5 separate regions of the Mus musculus genome follow, and all the other regions are linked to region 1. The links are chromatin contacts, called in public promoter capture Hi-C maps. All regions are on one chromosome and are shown on one strand. Each heading gives the region's core, a stretch centred on a gene start, on an enhancer-like site or on the middle of the called end of the contact. The rest is flanking DNA. Distances are from core to core; before and after follow the strand shown. Region 1 holds the start of Ttc14 (tetratricopeptide repeat domain 14). Region 2 holds the start of Zfp267 (zinc finger protein 267). Region 3 holds the start of Mccc1 (methylcrotonoyl-Coenzyme A carboxylase 1 (alpha)). Region 4 holds the start of Acad9 (acyl-Coenzyme A dehydrogenase family, member 9). Region 5 holds the start of Dcun1d1 (DCN1, defective in cullin neddylation 1, domain containing 1 (S. cerevisiae)).

Region 1 (2,700 bases), core at 106-2,605:
TAAGGCTTTTGGTAAGAACAACTACTGTTTTTTTTTTTTTTTTTCAGCTTATCTTTAACCCTCCCCCCCCAATATCCTACCAGGTAAATGTAAACAGACTTGGATAAGCACATAATTTTTGCATGGGATGAGTGTAGAGTGACTTACTGTGATTTCTAAGTGCGAAATATCTCTCACGATGCCACTTCCTAAACAGATCAACACCATGAAAAAACCAAACTCCCGAATAGAGCTAATTCTTCCAATCACTATATCACCACGTTCAATATCTCGGAAGAAGAGCTCTCTCCGGTCCATGCTTGGCATCTCCATGAACTGCTCTAAGGGTGGCATGACCGCATAAAGATCTGGAATAAAATAAAACCAAATCACCACGATCATTCTGACTTCCTTCTCCTTTGATAAAATGCTTTAAACTAACCAGTAAATCTTGAAAAGCTTCTCAGACTAAACTTACTGTCATTGTCGTCATGCACTTCAGAGGGTGGAGATGCGTCTGATTTCCAAGACAGTGCAAAAAGCAGATCCGCTTTTTTAGAGATGAATTTTTGTATTTCAATGTTGTCAACTCTCTTCTCTTTCCTTAAAAGAAAGGTGACTATATACATGTACATATATATATATATATATATATATATATATATATATATTTTTTTTTTTTTTTTTCACTGATCCACGCTCTCATACATCCAAACTCGTGTACGGCAGTTTTCATCACCCAACCCTGCTTAGTGTCTCCAGGGGAAGTTTTATTTATTTTAGCTTTTCAGTATGCATTTATTTAGTGCTGTGATGTGGCGTCCATGTGCCACCGTGTGCAACTGGGGGATCATAGGACAAGGCTGGGATTGGTTCTCGCCTACCCTTGCGAAGCCTGGGAATCGGTCAGGTCAGGCCGCTCGATGGAAAGTGACTTTACCCACTGAGTTCCGGAAGAAGTTTTAAGCCCGTTCTCTCTGGAAACGGGAGCAGGGAAGCTTTGGCGGCGGCTCGGAAGGCGCATCCCGGCCATTCAGCCCGGAGCCAGTGCCTGGTCACACACCCCGGGGCTCGGTCCCTCCTGTCCGCCCCGCGCCCCGGCCCGGGTCACGGCCCCGATACCTGCCGGCTCCCGGAGGAGGCGCCGCGCCGCGGGCTGGCTCGGCCGCCGTGCCCAGCAGGCTCCGGAAGTGCGGGTTGTCCTGCTGTTCACTCCGCAGCAGCGACAGCAGGGCCGGGCCGTGGCAGCCCAGCGACTGCCGCAGCAAGTCGCGGTCCATGGCGAGCCCGCCAGGCTCCGGCGTCCGAGCCCGCGCTCCCGCAAGCCGAGGGAAGCTGCCCGGACGCGCTAACCTCCCGGAAGCGCTCGCGGCGGCGAGCTGCCTCAGTCTCGCGAGACCTGGCGGGACTACGGGAACCCGCAGGAAGCGCGAAGCGGGTCTGGCGCCGAGGGCGGAGTAAGGCTGGAGGTGTGACGTGTGGGGACGCCTGAGCTTAGCACGTACGTCGGGCTGTGTGGTTCCTAGGTCGCCAAGGCCAGAGCTCCGGTCTCTTTTTCACCGGGTGCTGCCGAGTTCAGCGGTGCAAGGGTGGCTGGGCGGCCGCGGAGGAAGTTTCCTCAGTCCTGTCTGCCCGGGGCGGCGCCCGCGTCCCCTCAGGATTGCCTCAAGGTGGCGGTCGCAGGAAAGCTGCCTGCTAGACCGACGTGGGGCAGACAGACAAGGACCTACAGTTGACTTGGCGGCGGCTGGAGGCGTGTCCACCTTGTTTCTCGCTGCCTTTTAGAGGGATGTGGCTGTCACCAGCCCGGAGAGCTTTAAAGCGCAGCGCGCATGCTCTGTTCTGGCGTGGCTTTGTAGGAGTTTTAGGATAAGCTGCCTACTACTAGGGTGATATCTGTGGGCTGCCTGGTACACACTGGTACCGAGTGCTTTAGGTGGCTTACTTAAAACTGGCCAGCGTTTGCTGGCTACACTTCAGTGCTAGCTCTACACCGAGTGTAACCCATAACCCCACACAACTTTGTTCTACACCTGGGCACCACACCCATACCATCAGGGCTTTTGTTTGTTTGTTTGTTTTTTGTTTGTTTTTTTGTTTGTTTTGTTTGTTTGTTTGTTTTCCAGTTACAGGGGTTTCGAATTCATTTTCTTTCGTGACAAATACGTGATTTTTGAAAGGGACAGGACACTGGATAGTTGACCAGACCAGAGGGGGTACAATGGAAAGTGAGGGAGTTGGTTAGTGCTTGGGTTTTCAGCATGCTAGCCAAGGATTCTCTCTACCACTGAGCTACAACCCCACCTACATTTTTTTTAACTTAAAAACTCTCCAAGAAACTTTAAAGAAATATGAATAGTTTAATGAACTGTTGGGAGGGGGTGGTACAGGGTACGAAAATGGTGAAGGAAATGAAGAAAGCAGAATATTCCAAACAGATTTTCACTGCTTGGTTTCTAACCCTACTTTTACTGTGATTTCAAATTTCATCTTAAAAGTAAACACATAAGCCGGGCGTGGTGGTGCACGCCTTTAATCCCAGCACTTGGGAGGCAGAGGCAGGTGGATTTCTGAGTTCCAGGCCAGCCTGGTCTACAGAGTGAGTTCCAGGATAGCCAGGGCTACACGGAGAAACCCTGTCTCGAAAAACCAACCAACCAACCAAACAAACAAACAAAAACCAAAAAACAAACAAAAAATAGTAAACACATATGTATATCC
Region 2 (2,700 bases), core at 147-2,646, 2.4 Mb before region 1:
AAGGGGACAAGCAGGCCCATGAGCCCTGTCACCTTCCGTCCCTACAAGGGATGCAGAGCAAGGCGGGAAAGCCCAGAACTGGTTTACAGAACACTTCTCCCATGACTACTTGGCAGTCTGGATTCATTCTTACAAACTTGCAGCAAGGATTTAATTAAGCAACCAGAAGGCCTCCTGCATGCTAAGTACAACTGGCAGAATATTGATCAAAAGGCTGAGATAGCTCAAGTGCGTTTCAGATGGGAGAACACCAAGACATCCAGCAGCGTCCCAATGCGGTCTAGCCTCACACCCCAGGCTGCTGGGACGATCAGCCCAGACACTGACATCATTGGATGCTCCTAGACACTGGAGACAAGGCAGCTGGTGTTGGCATCTCTGAAACCCGGGCAAGGAAAGGGCCAAGTAGAGTCAGATGAAGATAGACCCATCACTATGGAAAATCTCCAAAAGGCAAGTACAACCCCAAAGCATTCTGATTGGGGTTCCTGTGTCTAAGGATGACAAAATGAGAGGCATTGTGTGTGTGTGTTTTAATAAAAAATCAAGTGATTTTATGTTAAATATCCATAGGGTAAATCCTTTTTAAAATGTCGCCCAGTGTGTGGAGTGGGGAAAAAAACCAATCAAGCAAAATGTATGTCTATTTGAAATGCTGCGTGGGAAATGGGTGTTAATATTATTTTTTAAATGGGCATTTGGGAATGCGGTCAGGAGATGGAAATTTAGGAATCTTCCTCCAACCAGAGGAGAAGCGAGGACAGGGGAAGAGCAGTCATCTGGATAGGAGATTCTGCTTCGCGTTTATCTAGACTGCTCGGGAGGAGGGACAGGACACCTCACTGAACACTTTCCCTGCGGGAGCCCTACGCTTGCAGGTTATCGCCGCACAATCCGGGCTACTAGGCTGGAGCCTCTGAGGACTCCAGGGCAGCAGGGTCTGACCCTGGGCCTTCACTGCACCGGCTAGCTCGGGGGCGCGGCCGGGTACCGGGGATCTCCAGCTCAGGCTGCGCGGTGACGCATGGCCCACCAAGGGGGACCTCAAGCCGGCCGATCCCAAGGGCCGGCCGCAGGAAGGCGGGGCCGCCGTCGCCCCCCATGCAGTCGCCGGCTCCCCCTCGGCTCCCCGCAGCCCTCCAGCCTCGCCGCGCCACGCACACACTCACCAGCAGGCTTCAGCAGTGCTCACCGTCCTCCCACATCGAGCACTGGCCGCAGCCGATTCCCACCGGCTCTACACAGCCTCCCTCCAGTCTCAGGACACCATGCACACTCACCATTGTGGCTTGACTACGCGGAGTCCGCGTCCTCCCGGTGGATGGCCCGGCACCCTACAGACGCAGGGCAAACGGATGCCGCAGGGCTGAGCTACAGTCTACACCGGAAGAGACCCAGCCTGAGGAGGATTCCAAGATCCTGGACTTCAGAAACACAGCATGAAGGCCCGCCCCCTCTACCCTGTCTAAACGTCTGATTCGAAGTTCTCACCATCGTGCTGCTGATTGGATGACTTTCCGGTCCCGCCCCATCAGGCCCCAGCACTACCCTATGGGCTGAAATGACAAGTTTTTGGTACAGTTGTAGTAAAGCTGACCCTAGAGGAATCATTCCCATTTACTATTGTATATAAAGTCAGACCAATTTATGAATCATATATATGTATATTATTCGCAATAGAGAAGAGCTTTGGCACCATTTCCCCCTGAGCTCTGTCCTTGAATTTCAAATTTTAAAAGGGGAAAAAAATCTCCTGAATCAGCAATATTGAATATAGAAAGGGGGAGTAATACTCAAGTGTTACTGTACTGGCTAGTTTTGTGTCAACTTGACACAGTTGGGGTTACAATAGAGAAAGGAGCTTCAGTTGAGGAAATGCCTCCATGAGATCCAACTGTAAGGCATTTTCTCAATTAGTGATCAAGGGGGAAAGGCCCCTTGTAGGTGGGACCATCTCTGGGCTGGTAGTCTTGGGTTCTATAAGAAAGCAAGCTGAGCAAGCTAGCAAAGCATGCCAGTAAAGAACATCCCTCCATGGCCTCTGCATCAGCTCCTGCTCCCTGACCTGCTTGAGTTCCAGTCCTGACTTCCTTTGATGATGAACAGCAGTATGGAAGTGTAAGCCTAATAAACCCTTTCCTCCCCAACTTGCTTCTTGGTCATGATGTTTGTGCAGGAATAGAAACCCTGACTAAGACACTTACTTAATTTAAAATTTTCTACTGTTCATATTAAAGTTAAAACAGTGATTGTAATAAAACCCAGTATATCCAAACATATCATCATATGTGGAATTGGTTACACACACACACACACACACATATACATATATGTATACATACATACATACATACATATACACATATACATACATGCACACATATGTATACACACACATATATGTGTGTGTGTGTGTGTGTGTGTGTGTATATATATATATATATATATATATATATATATATATATATATATATATATATGTTACTATACTAAATCATCCAAATTCGGGTCTTCAGCAGGTTTCAGGTCACGTCTGTCACAGTCCTCTTCTGAGAGCTATAATTTTCCTGACCTCAAGAAAGTGAGGGGAACCTGAGAATCTCTCCCATTTATGTCAGAAGTGAAGCAACACAGTTTCCTGCCAATATTTCTTTTAGGTCCCAGTGAATGGGGGTAACCATGTCCTAAAACAGATCAGGG
Region 3 (2,700 bases), core at 200-2,699, 2.2 Mb before region 1:
TGGTGGTGCACACATTCAGTCCTAGCCCTTGGGAGGCAGAGGCAGGCTCTCAAACTCTGTGAGTTAGAAGTCAGCCTGGTCTACATAGTGAGTTCCAGGACAGTCAGGGCTACATAGAGAGACCGTGTCTCAAAAAGAAAAAAAAAAAAAGTCATGTGAGATTTTTTTCCTCTTTATTTCTTGCTTATTTGGAGGCCATGTTCACTTTTTTGCTGTTTTAAATATATATCTTACATTCATTTTAAGTACAAGATGAAAACAATTTCTCCCCACGCCCAGAAAACAGTGTGTGGTTTTTTTTTTTTTTTTTTTTTTTTAATATGGAACTCTTCACACCTGAAACAGCGTAAAAGTAAACAACTAAATGAAAACCTGAGGAAATATTAACCTCTATAACTAGAGTTCTTATAACTCTGTAGGAAAAAAAGATATCCAGCCACACAAACAAAGCCAGTGGCAAGTACTCCCAGGGACGTTTTGAAACTATGTGATGACTCTACCGATAAAAGTCTAAACTTACTCAATATAAGATATCCTTCCTGAAGGAAGGAATTCATTTCTGGTGAACTCCAGAGGGATGGGTTCTCTTTTGCTGGCCAATGGGCCAGATAAGTAGGAACCTTCTCGAAAATACACAAGCAAGCCAATTTGTATCCAGACTTTCTAAAAGTTCGAATCTTTCAAGAAAACATCTTAGATTTTAAAGACAGGTGCAGGACTACTAGCCCAGACTGGTCTCGAACTTGGTCTGCAGGTTAGGATGGGCTTGAACTCCTGATGTTCCTGCTTCCACTTGTGTCCCCTTATTTCTAATTATTTTCTTAGTTCCTGGATTTATTTGTCCTTTGGTGTTAGTTTTCTGATTTCACTAATTTATTCCTCTTTACATTTGTTTTCCTTCTGCATTTATGTTTGTTTTTCATATCTTATTTATTTTGGTTTTTGAGGGACAGCCTCAACGTATTGCTCAGGCTGGCCTGGGACTCACTGTCTAGTCAATCCTGTCACTTACTACAATCCTTCTGCTTCAGCTTCTGGGATTGCAAATATGCGCCACTACGTCCCATTTAGTTTTTGCACTTATAACCCTTCGATTGGCTGTTTCACTTACTGTGTTTTTCTCCCCCATATGAGCTCTGCCTCAGCTGTATCAAATACCTACACATAGCTTTTACTGTGTCTTTGTTTCCTGCCACGCAGTTTCCACTGCCCCTTTTTCCTGATGTTTAGTGAGAAAGCTTGCATTTTGCTTGAGTGGTGGTTTGAGGGGCTGTGCATTTTCCTCTCATGCTCTGTGCTAAAAAAAAAAAAAAAGAAAAAAAAAAAAACCTGGCCCCGCCCCTCCAGATGGAGCCCAGCCCCTCACAGTTCACTCCCCACCCCCCAGGCACATGGTCCAATCAGCCAATCGGTACCTTGAAACACCCAGTTTTGTGATTGGCTCTTGCGGAGACGCCTACTTGCTCTTCGGAGCTACGGTGGCGGATCGGGGACAAGAAGCTTGCGCAGGGAGGGACGCTTTCAAGAATAAGCCAAGCAGCTTTTGGAATCCAGCAGAACAGCGCGGAGATGGCGGCGGCGGCGTTGTTGGCTGCGGTGGACAGGAACCAGTTGCGACGGGTCCCGATCCTGCTGCTGCAGCCGAGGTGACTCAGGGGTACTGCCGGTCCGTGCGCGGCCCGGATGCGAGGCGCTGGGTCACGTGAGAGCAGCCCTTTAAGTGCCTGTGTGTAGTTTTGGTAGGCGCTGTCCCACTTCAGTCTTTGGCTCTTCCTACAGACTCTGCCACCTTGGCTGGTTTCTGATCTGGGCACCCCGCACGGTGCTGCAACCGAAGATGGCATACGTAGCTAGAGGCTTGCACCAGGACCCCTTTCCCAAAGTCGCTTTCAGCTTAGCTCCCTCATTTTGAGTGCAGTTCAGAGAAGGATTTCTAGAGACCTTTCCCATTGCTGGGAAGAGTCAAATTAATGAGGGGTGAGTTTTGTCGAACGCTCTTGTTCACAAGTTTGAACAAAGCTGGCAGATGACTACCCCGGATCCTTTTGGAAACGAAGCTCCACGCTTTGACAACAGTGAAAACCCCAAGTCATGTAGATAGATTACTTCACCATAATCATCACCTCCTCGCATTCTGAAAAACGTACTGGCCCAAGGGCAAGAACTGCCTGCAGAAGGTTGGGTTCCCAGCTTACCTGTGACCTTGGTCGAGTTACCTAATATCCGTGCTTCAGTTTCTTCTGCTTGGAGGTGATGATACTTGTATCTAGCAGAGGTAATATAAAGACGATACTAACCCCCTCGTATGTCCAAATCAACACGTGGATAAAAATTTAAACACATCATGGTCCATTCAACAAACAGTGGTCGATGCCCTGGATTTTCGGTGAATACTAAAATGTAGGTCTTCACCCTATATTTTAAATAAGAAAGATGGTGAAAGTTGTATTAGTGCTGTTTTTCTTCCTGTGAATTTCCTTAGGTTCCCAAGAATACCACAGAGTCATTCTCCTCTCAAGGCTTAGTTATAGCTGTCATCCTGCTAATAGTTTTTAAAATTAAAACTCTTACCAGCATGAGAATTTTACCTTTTCTTTTTTCTTTCTTTTTACCAGCCATGATTCCTCTAATACCTCAGAGAAAAGAATTTGATTAGTCAGACTCTACCCATGAGAATAGCGGCTGTCTTAATTGGTGAAT
Region 4 (2,700 bases), core at 32-2,531, 2.3 Mb before region 1:
ACCTCCACATTAAAAAGAAGAAGAACAAAACAACACAAACAACAACGACACTGCCTCTGACTTCAACTGGGCTACCAGAGACACTGGCCAAGGTCTACAGGTTGAGAAACCAAGGAACTAACAAAAGAGATACAAAGAAAAGAATTTTTTTTTCAGAAACCTGAGGCCTAACATGCATTCAGAACAAACATTAAGTACATATCTGCATTAGTTACTAATGGTGGGTGGGGTAGGAATGGGAATGAGAAGTGAGCAATGTGGAGAAAACCACTGGCCACTGGGCCAAAGCCTGAGGGCACAGGTCCAAGATGCAGAATTATCCTTGAATAGTGAGAAAGCTGAGTTCTAATCACCAGGCCAGCCTTTGCTAGGGGTATACAGCTCACAACAGTATAGAAAGTAGATACCATCTGGAGGAGAGCTGACCACTGGGACTCTCACTAAATACAGAAATGGAAAACTGGCAGCAAAGCTCACGGGTGATGAAGGGTAGATTTAAAGACTGAAGGGGATACATGATGGCTGCGCTCTTCCTCCTGCCTTGGAAAAGCACAAGAATCCAAGTCCCTCGGCACCCTCTGCGCCAGAATGTGGGCAAAAGGGTCCCCACACTTCAAAGTTCTAGCTTTGAACGTTGCACCAGGGCAGCCACTCAGCCCAAGTGTTGACTTCTACTTTAATAAAGTCAGACAATACGAGACAAACTTCCAAGACAAGAAATAGCTGGATGGGCAACTCTGAGGACCGAGGCAAGAGGACCACGTATTCAAGGCATGCCTAGCTACAGAGCGAGTCCAAAGACAGCCTGGGCTACTACTGAATGAGACCCTGCCCCAAAACAAAAACCACTGTGACACGACTTAAGCCACATCGCCGAGCCCAGCCTCTCGGATGTTTGGCTTCTACGGGCTCGGATAACGTTCCATGCAACTCTGGCCAGAATGAAAGGTGGGAGCAGAGGACACGGGCAGTCCGGCCTCGCCTCCTACCTGCTCGATGTTGCCCAGGAAGAGCTCCTTGGCGAACGAGCAGCTCTGCAGGCTGGTGTGCAGCGGGCGGCGCCTCGCCGTGAATTCCCTCAGCACCCGGGAAGCTCGCGCCGCAGCCGCCGCCGCAGTCGCCCCACGCGAGAGCAGCACACAGCCAGACATGCTGCTCCTGACTTCAGACTTCAAGTCGCTGGAAGCCCCGCCGCTCCTCCCAATGACGCCAATCACCCGCGTCCGGGCATCCAAAGTCTCACCCTGCACCGCTGCAACCGGAAGCTAGCTCGCACTTCCTGATGACGCAAGGGCTGCGCCGCCTTGAGCGAGGCTATTGGACAGGTCGTTCCAGAATATGTTTAATAAATGTCTCCTACGCCAAGCATTGCTGTATGTAATGTCTGAGTATGTAATTTAGAAATTGTAGTTTTTTAAAATTCATCCGAACAGGCTAGGAAGTAAGTGTGTGTGTGTGTGTGTGTGTGTGTGTGTGTGTGTGTGTGTGTGTGTGTTCTTTCTTGTTATACTTTTGCCAGTAAGAAAACGAAAATACTCAAAAGTCAAGCTGCAAAACTACCACCCAGGCTCCCAAACACAGCTCTTGTGCCTGTGTGCTATTCTCAGCACATCCTCTAAAGAGCAGATTAGATTTCATCAAATAAACCTAGAAGTACAACTTTTGTTATTCTCATCTCACTTAATGTAGGACTTAGAATATTGCTAAATGGGTATAACAAAATGACAAGGGACCTATTTTACTAACCCACTTCTGCCTAATTCTCTTAAATATGTGAGTGGCGTGGTATCATTTTGTATGGGAGACTGCATGAAGCACTAAGAGCATGCTGTTTCCTCCTTTCTTGAATCTACCACTCCCTGTGTTGTGCACCCCCCTAGTCTGGCCCCTATTGGCCACAGTCTTCAGACACTTGCTTTCTTCACCACTCCCAGGGCAAGGCATTTCCCTTGGCTCGGTGACCTACCCTATGAAACTATAAACACCATGTTTGTTTGTTTGTTTCTTTTTATGATTTATTTATTTTATGTATGTGAGTATACCATTGCTGTCTACAGACACACCAGAAGAGGGCAATGAATCCCATTACAGATGGTTGTGAGCCACCATGTGGTTGCTGAGAATTGAACTCAAGGCCTCTGGAAGAGCAGTCAATGCTCTTAACCGCTGAGCCATCTTTCCAGCCCTTGTTTGTTTTTTTTAAAATGAATCTTATGTTGAGGAAGTAAGCCAAGGCAGGGCCTGGTCCAACTGGTCCAGCTCTCACATCAGGGTTTATTCATATGTCTGTTGTCTTTATTTCTAGGCAGGTTGTCCTGAGGGAACCAGTGTGGCATCAACTGTTACAAGATGACTCCTTCAGAAAATACATGCAGTTTTAACACCAATAGAAAGCATTTATGCCCCACTGGGGACTGCATAAGGAACTTCCCAAACTATGTAGCCCAGAGCCTCACTATTCTTTTCCTTTTATGCACAAAAAGCAAGTAAGAACAGTTAGCGAGAAGTGAAACTACAGAAGCCAAAAAGCAAGGTTAATATGTTTAGGGACTTTCCCAGGTCCTGGCACTATAAACTAGGTCTTTGATGAATTAGGTCTTTGTTCCTATTTTGGCAGGTTAGGGTTTTGGCAGATTGTTGTTGCCTATGTACTGAGTTCTAAGGTCAAAATGGTGTCTCTAAGATGGCATCAGTTGAGTC
Region 5 (2,700 bases), core at 92-2,591, 2.1 Mb before region 1:
CGGGTTTACTCAGATGATGAACTCGGCGAGCTTAGACTAAGGGAGATGGGCAGTTCTGATATTTAGCTTATGTGATGAAAAAGCAGGGGAATGCAGGTTTAGGGATAAGATTTTGGCTTTGTAGAGCTTTGGGGGGGTCTGTGGGATGAGCAGAATTTGTGCTTAGGGCATGCCGCTGCCGAGCTTTAGATAAGATTTTGGACTCACTGGGATATGGGCAGGGTCTAGGAAAAAGGAATATATGAAGAGATTCAGGGATGGTTCTGGAAAGCCCACCACTGAAAAGCCAGAGTTAGCTAGCAAAGAAGAATGGTAAGTGAAGGGGAGACTATAAATAAATCAAGTCATGAAAAATTATGGGAATTCTAGGAGGACGTGTTCAAATTCAGGAGAGAAAGAGGTCAAGTGGAACTAAGAATCACCCCTTGGAGTTGGCACTTAGGAAAAAAAGAGCTTTAAGAAAACCTACAAGCTATTGTTGCAATAGTCTAATGAAGTGTAGCAAGAGACTGAGTCCTCTTCGTTAATATTTTAAGTTGCTAGGCTGAGTTCCTAGAGAATAACCACAAGTGTGATCTAGTTTCACCCTTGCTACTTGGTATTTTCTTAGGGCCTGGCGAGAAGATGCCACATCAGCGCACACACACGCACACGCGCGCGCGCGTACACACACACACTCGCATTGATGGTGTAAAGAATGAATGGGTGACAACAGGTCTGCAGTGCCAAAGATCTGCCTCTGCAGGGCTCTGGGAGCCCCCACCACGTGGCTAGTTCTAAGCAGTAGCAGGAAGCTCCGAGGAGGAGTGACAACAGTTGTTTTAACAGAAACTTTAAGATTGTTAGCTTCTAGGGGTGATCTGGTGGTATTTGCCGGTGGTAAAGGGAGACCCACGTTTGGTGATGAAGATGCGGATGACATATATAAACCTGGGCAATCTTGGACAGCTTTTTCTATGTGCCGTACCTTTGTTTTATTTCCTCTCTCTGCAGGGAGTACTGTATTTCCTTCTCCTTGCAGCACACACTTGTCTTCTGGCCCACAGCTCAGCAGGCAGGCTAGGTCAAGCTTGGCCCGTCCACCAGGCATGACAGTGGCTCTAGGCGCAATAGTCTCCCGGATTCTTCCAAAAACTTACCTGGGAACTCTGACGTGGAGCTATTAGGAGCGCACGGAGGACAGGACGCGGCCGTGACGAGGGCGCCCTGAGTGGGGGCGCAGGCAGGGCCCCGGCGCTTCGTCCTCACTGTGCCCGCGGCCGCCCGCCGCGCGGGTCTCAGCGTGTGTCCGCAGCCCGGGCTGCCGGGTCGCCCGGCCGCTCGTGCCACGGATGCCGGCAGGCCAGGCCGCCCACCCCGGGGCCCGCGCCCTCCGCCTCCCGCGGCCCGGCCGCTCCGCGGGCCGCCGCACTGCGCATGAGCGGGAGCCCGGCGAGCCCGTGAGAGGCGCCGCCGCCGCCGCCGCCGTCCATTCGCTGCGGAGCCGGAGGAGGAGGGGAGAGGTCCGGAGGACACCAACATGGTGAGGAACCGCGGCGCCGTGCCGCCCGGCCCGGGCCCCCGGCCCCGCCGCGCTCCGCTACCGCTGCTCAGCCGGCGCCCAGCTCGGCCCGTCCCTCCCCGGCGCCGCCGCTACGCGAGGGCCCGGCAGCGGAGCGCGGCGGGGCCTAGTCGCCGGAGCGGGGCCGGGCGCGGAGGCGTTGGGGGACGGCCCGCGCCCCATTGTGCGGCCAGGCGGCGCCTGGGCAGCGGGCCTGGCGCTGCCTGGTCCCGGCCGGGCCCCTCGGTGCTGGCGGCCCTGGCGAGCCGGCGTCGGCCTTGCTGGTCCGCGCTGGCGCCAGGCGCCAGGCGCCCGGGAGTTGGGGCGGCTCGGCTGAGGCTCGGTCCCTGCGAGGGGACTGGGAGGCTCCGGGCTGCGGACGGAAGTGCAGCCGGGGGACCCGAGACCTGCTGCCTTCCGAGCGCCTGCTCTATGTGCTTGGGGTGGGAGGAGTAATTGCTTTATTATAGCAGTTAGGGACCATTTGTGATTCTTAAGAAACAGTTTGTCAAGTTGCTCCTCTCCTGGTTTTTGTTTGGGTGAGAAAAAGTCACGGAAGCTGGAAGACGCTGTGGTGAGCTGAGTCCTTTGTCATTAAGTACCTGGCGCTGCTGGTCACTGCTTTTCAGTTTGGAAGTATACAGTCACACCTTGTTGAAGTTCCCGGCTGGCTGCTGGGAGAAGAGTAAAAGTGATGAGGTCCTTCGCTCCGGAGAGCTGAAAGGCTTCTTTGGGGAGGGTGTATGCCCAGTCTTGAGTCGTGGGGGGTTGATTTTCGCTCAGTGACACTTATATGGCCCCAGCCTTGGTGTCATGTGTTGATTATGTGTTTAGGTCCCAACAGAGTCAAGATTTCTCTTCTGTGCTTACGTTCGTAAAACTTTATATTTGTAAGGAAGTTCCGGTTAGTGTTTGGATTGAGAGTACAGTAAAAGTTCAGAGACCCAAGAGAGAGTTTGCAGGTTCTCCTTTAATTATTTGAACAGGCCTTGGATATTACTCCTGAACCCCCAAGAGTTTCCACTCTCTTACTGGGGTGCTTTCAGCAGGCTAAAATAATAGAGTGCGCGTCTCTGATGGACATTCATCACGAGTATGTATGCAGTTTCCCACAGTCCACATCAGACACCTGCCCTCGAACCCAGTGCCTGCCAGTGCTC

The links. Promoter capture Hi-C pulls out the DNA fragments that hold promoters and counts their contacts. Capture Hi-C pulls out chosen DNA fragments and counts their contacts.
Region 2: a promoter capture Hi-C map of liver shows a contact between it and region 1, with 4 times the contacts expected there. The contact joins the promoter of Zfp267 here to the promoter of Ttc14 in region 1. A contact is called at or near these places in 2 of 115 datasets of contacts at active chromatin or transcription factors (astrocytes and large pre-B cells) and 2 of 9 other capture datasets (adipose tissue and liver).
Region 3: a contact with region 1 is called in a promoter capture Hi-C map of pre-B cells, with 8 times the contacts expected there. The contact joins the promoter of Mccc1 here to the promoter of Ttc14 in region 1. A contact is called at or near these places in 8 of 39 promoter capture datasets (the 3T3-L1 cell line, the C10 cell line, cranial neural crest and 4 more), 3 of 484 Hi-C or Micro-C datasets (CD4 T cells, muscle stem cells and pre-B cells), 1 of 115 datasets of contacts at active chromatin or transcription factors (astrocytes) and 2 of 9 other capture datasets (adipose tissue and liver).
Region 4: a promoter capture Hi-C map of adipose tissue shows a contact between it and region 1, with 2.9 times the contacts expected there. The contact joins the promoter of Acad9 here to the promoter of Ttc14 in region 1. A contact is called at or near these places in 1 of 484 Hi-C or Micro-C datasets (CD4 T cells), 1 of 115 datasets of contacts at active chromatin or transcription factors (astrocytes) and 2 of 9 other capture datasets (adipose tissue and liver).
Region 5: a promoter capture Hi-C map of pre-B cells shows a contact between it and region 1, with 10 times the contacts expected there. The contact joins the promoter of Dcun1d1 here to the promoter of Ttc14 in region 1. A contact is called at or near these places in 8 of 39 promoter capture datasets (the 3T3-L1 cell line, cranial neural crest, embryonic stem cells and 4 more), 1 of 484 Hi-C or Micro-C datasets (CD4 T cells), 3 of 115 datasets of contacts at active chromatin or transcription factors (astrocytes, large pre-B cells and memory CD8 T cells) and 2 of 9 other capture datasets (adipose tissue and liver).

The regions. Positions count from the first base shown.
Region 1 is chr3:33,798,838-33,801,537 of GRCm38.p6, reverse strand. It overlaps Ttc14 (tetratricopeptide repeat domain 14), which reads right to left and starts at 1,355. Exons shown (of 12, transcript NM_027619.4): 1 at 1,102-1,355; 2 at 458-582; 3 at 148-347. The coding sequence starts at 1,259.
Region 2 is chr3:36,149,776-36,152,475 of GRCm38.p6, reverse strand. Zfp267 (zinc finger protein 267) reads right to left here and starts at 1,396. Exons shown (of 4, transcript NM_001101478.1): 1 at 1,281-1,396. The coding sequence starts at 1,283.
Region 3 is chr3:35,999,427-36,002,126 of GRCm38.p6, reverse strand. Mccc1 (methylcrotonoyl-Coenzyme A carboxylase 1 (alpha)) reads left to right here and starts at 1,449. Exons shown (of 19, transcript NM_023644.4): 1 at 1,449-1,646. The coding sequence starts at 1,570. It overlaps Mccc1os (methylcrotonoyl-Coenzyme A carboxylase 1 (alpha), opposite strand), which reads right to left and starts at 2,214. Exons shown (of 3, transcript NR_029456.1): 1 at 1,416-2,214.
Region 4 is chr3:36,064,560-36,067,259 of GRCm38.p6, reverse strand. It overlaps Acad9 (acyl-Coenzyme A dehydrogenase family, member 9), which reads right to left and starts at 1,281. Exons shown (of 18, transcript NM_172678.4): 1 at 990-1,281. The coding sequence starts at 1,151.
Region 5 is chr3:35,931,607-35,934,306 of GRCm38.p6, reverse strand. It overlaps Dcun1d1 (DCN1, defective in cullin neddylation 1, domain containing 1 (S. cerevisiae)), which reads left to right and starts at 1,341. Exons shown (of 7, transcript NM_001205361.1): 1 at 1,341-1,522. The coding sequence starts at 1,520. Gm15952 (a long non-coding RNA gene) reads right to left here and starts at 1,229. Exons shown (of 4, transcript XR_880768.3): 1 at 1,140-1,229.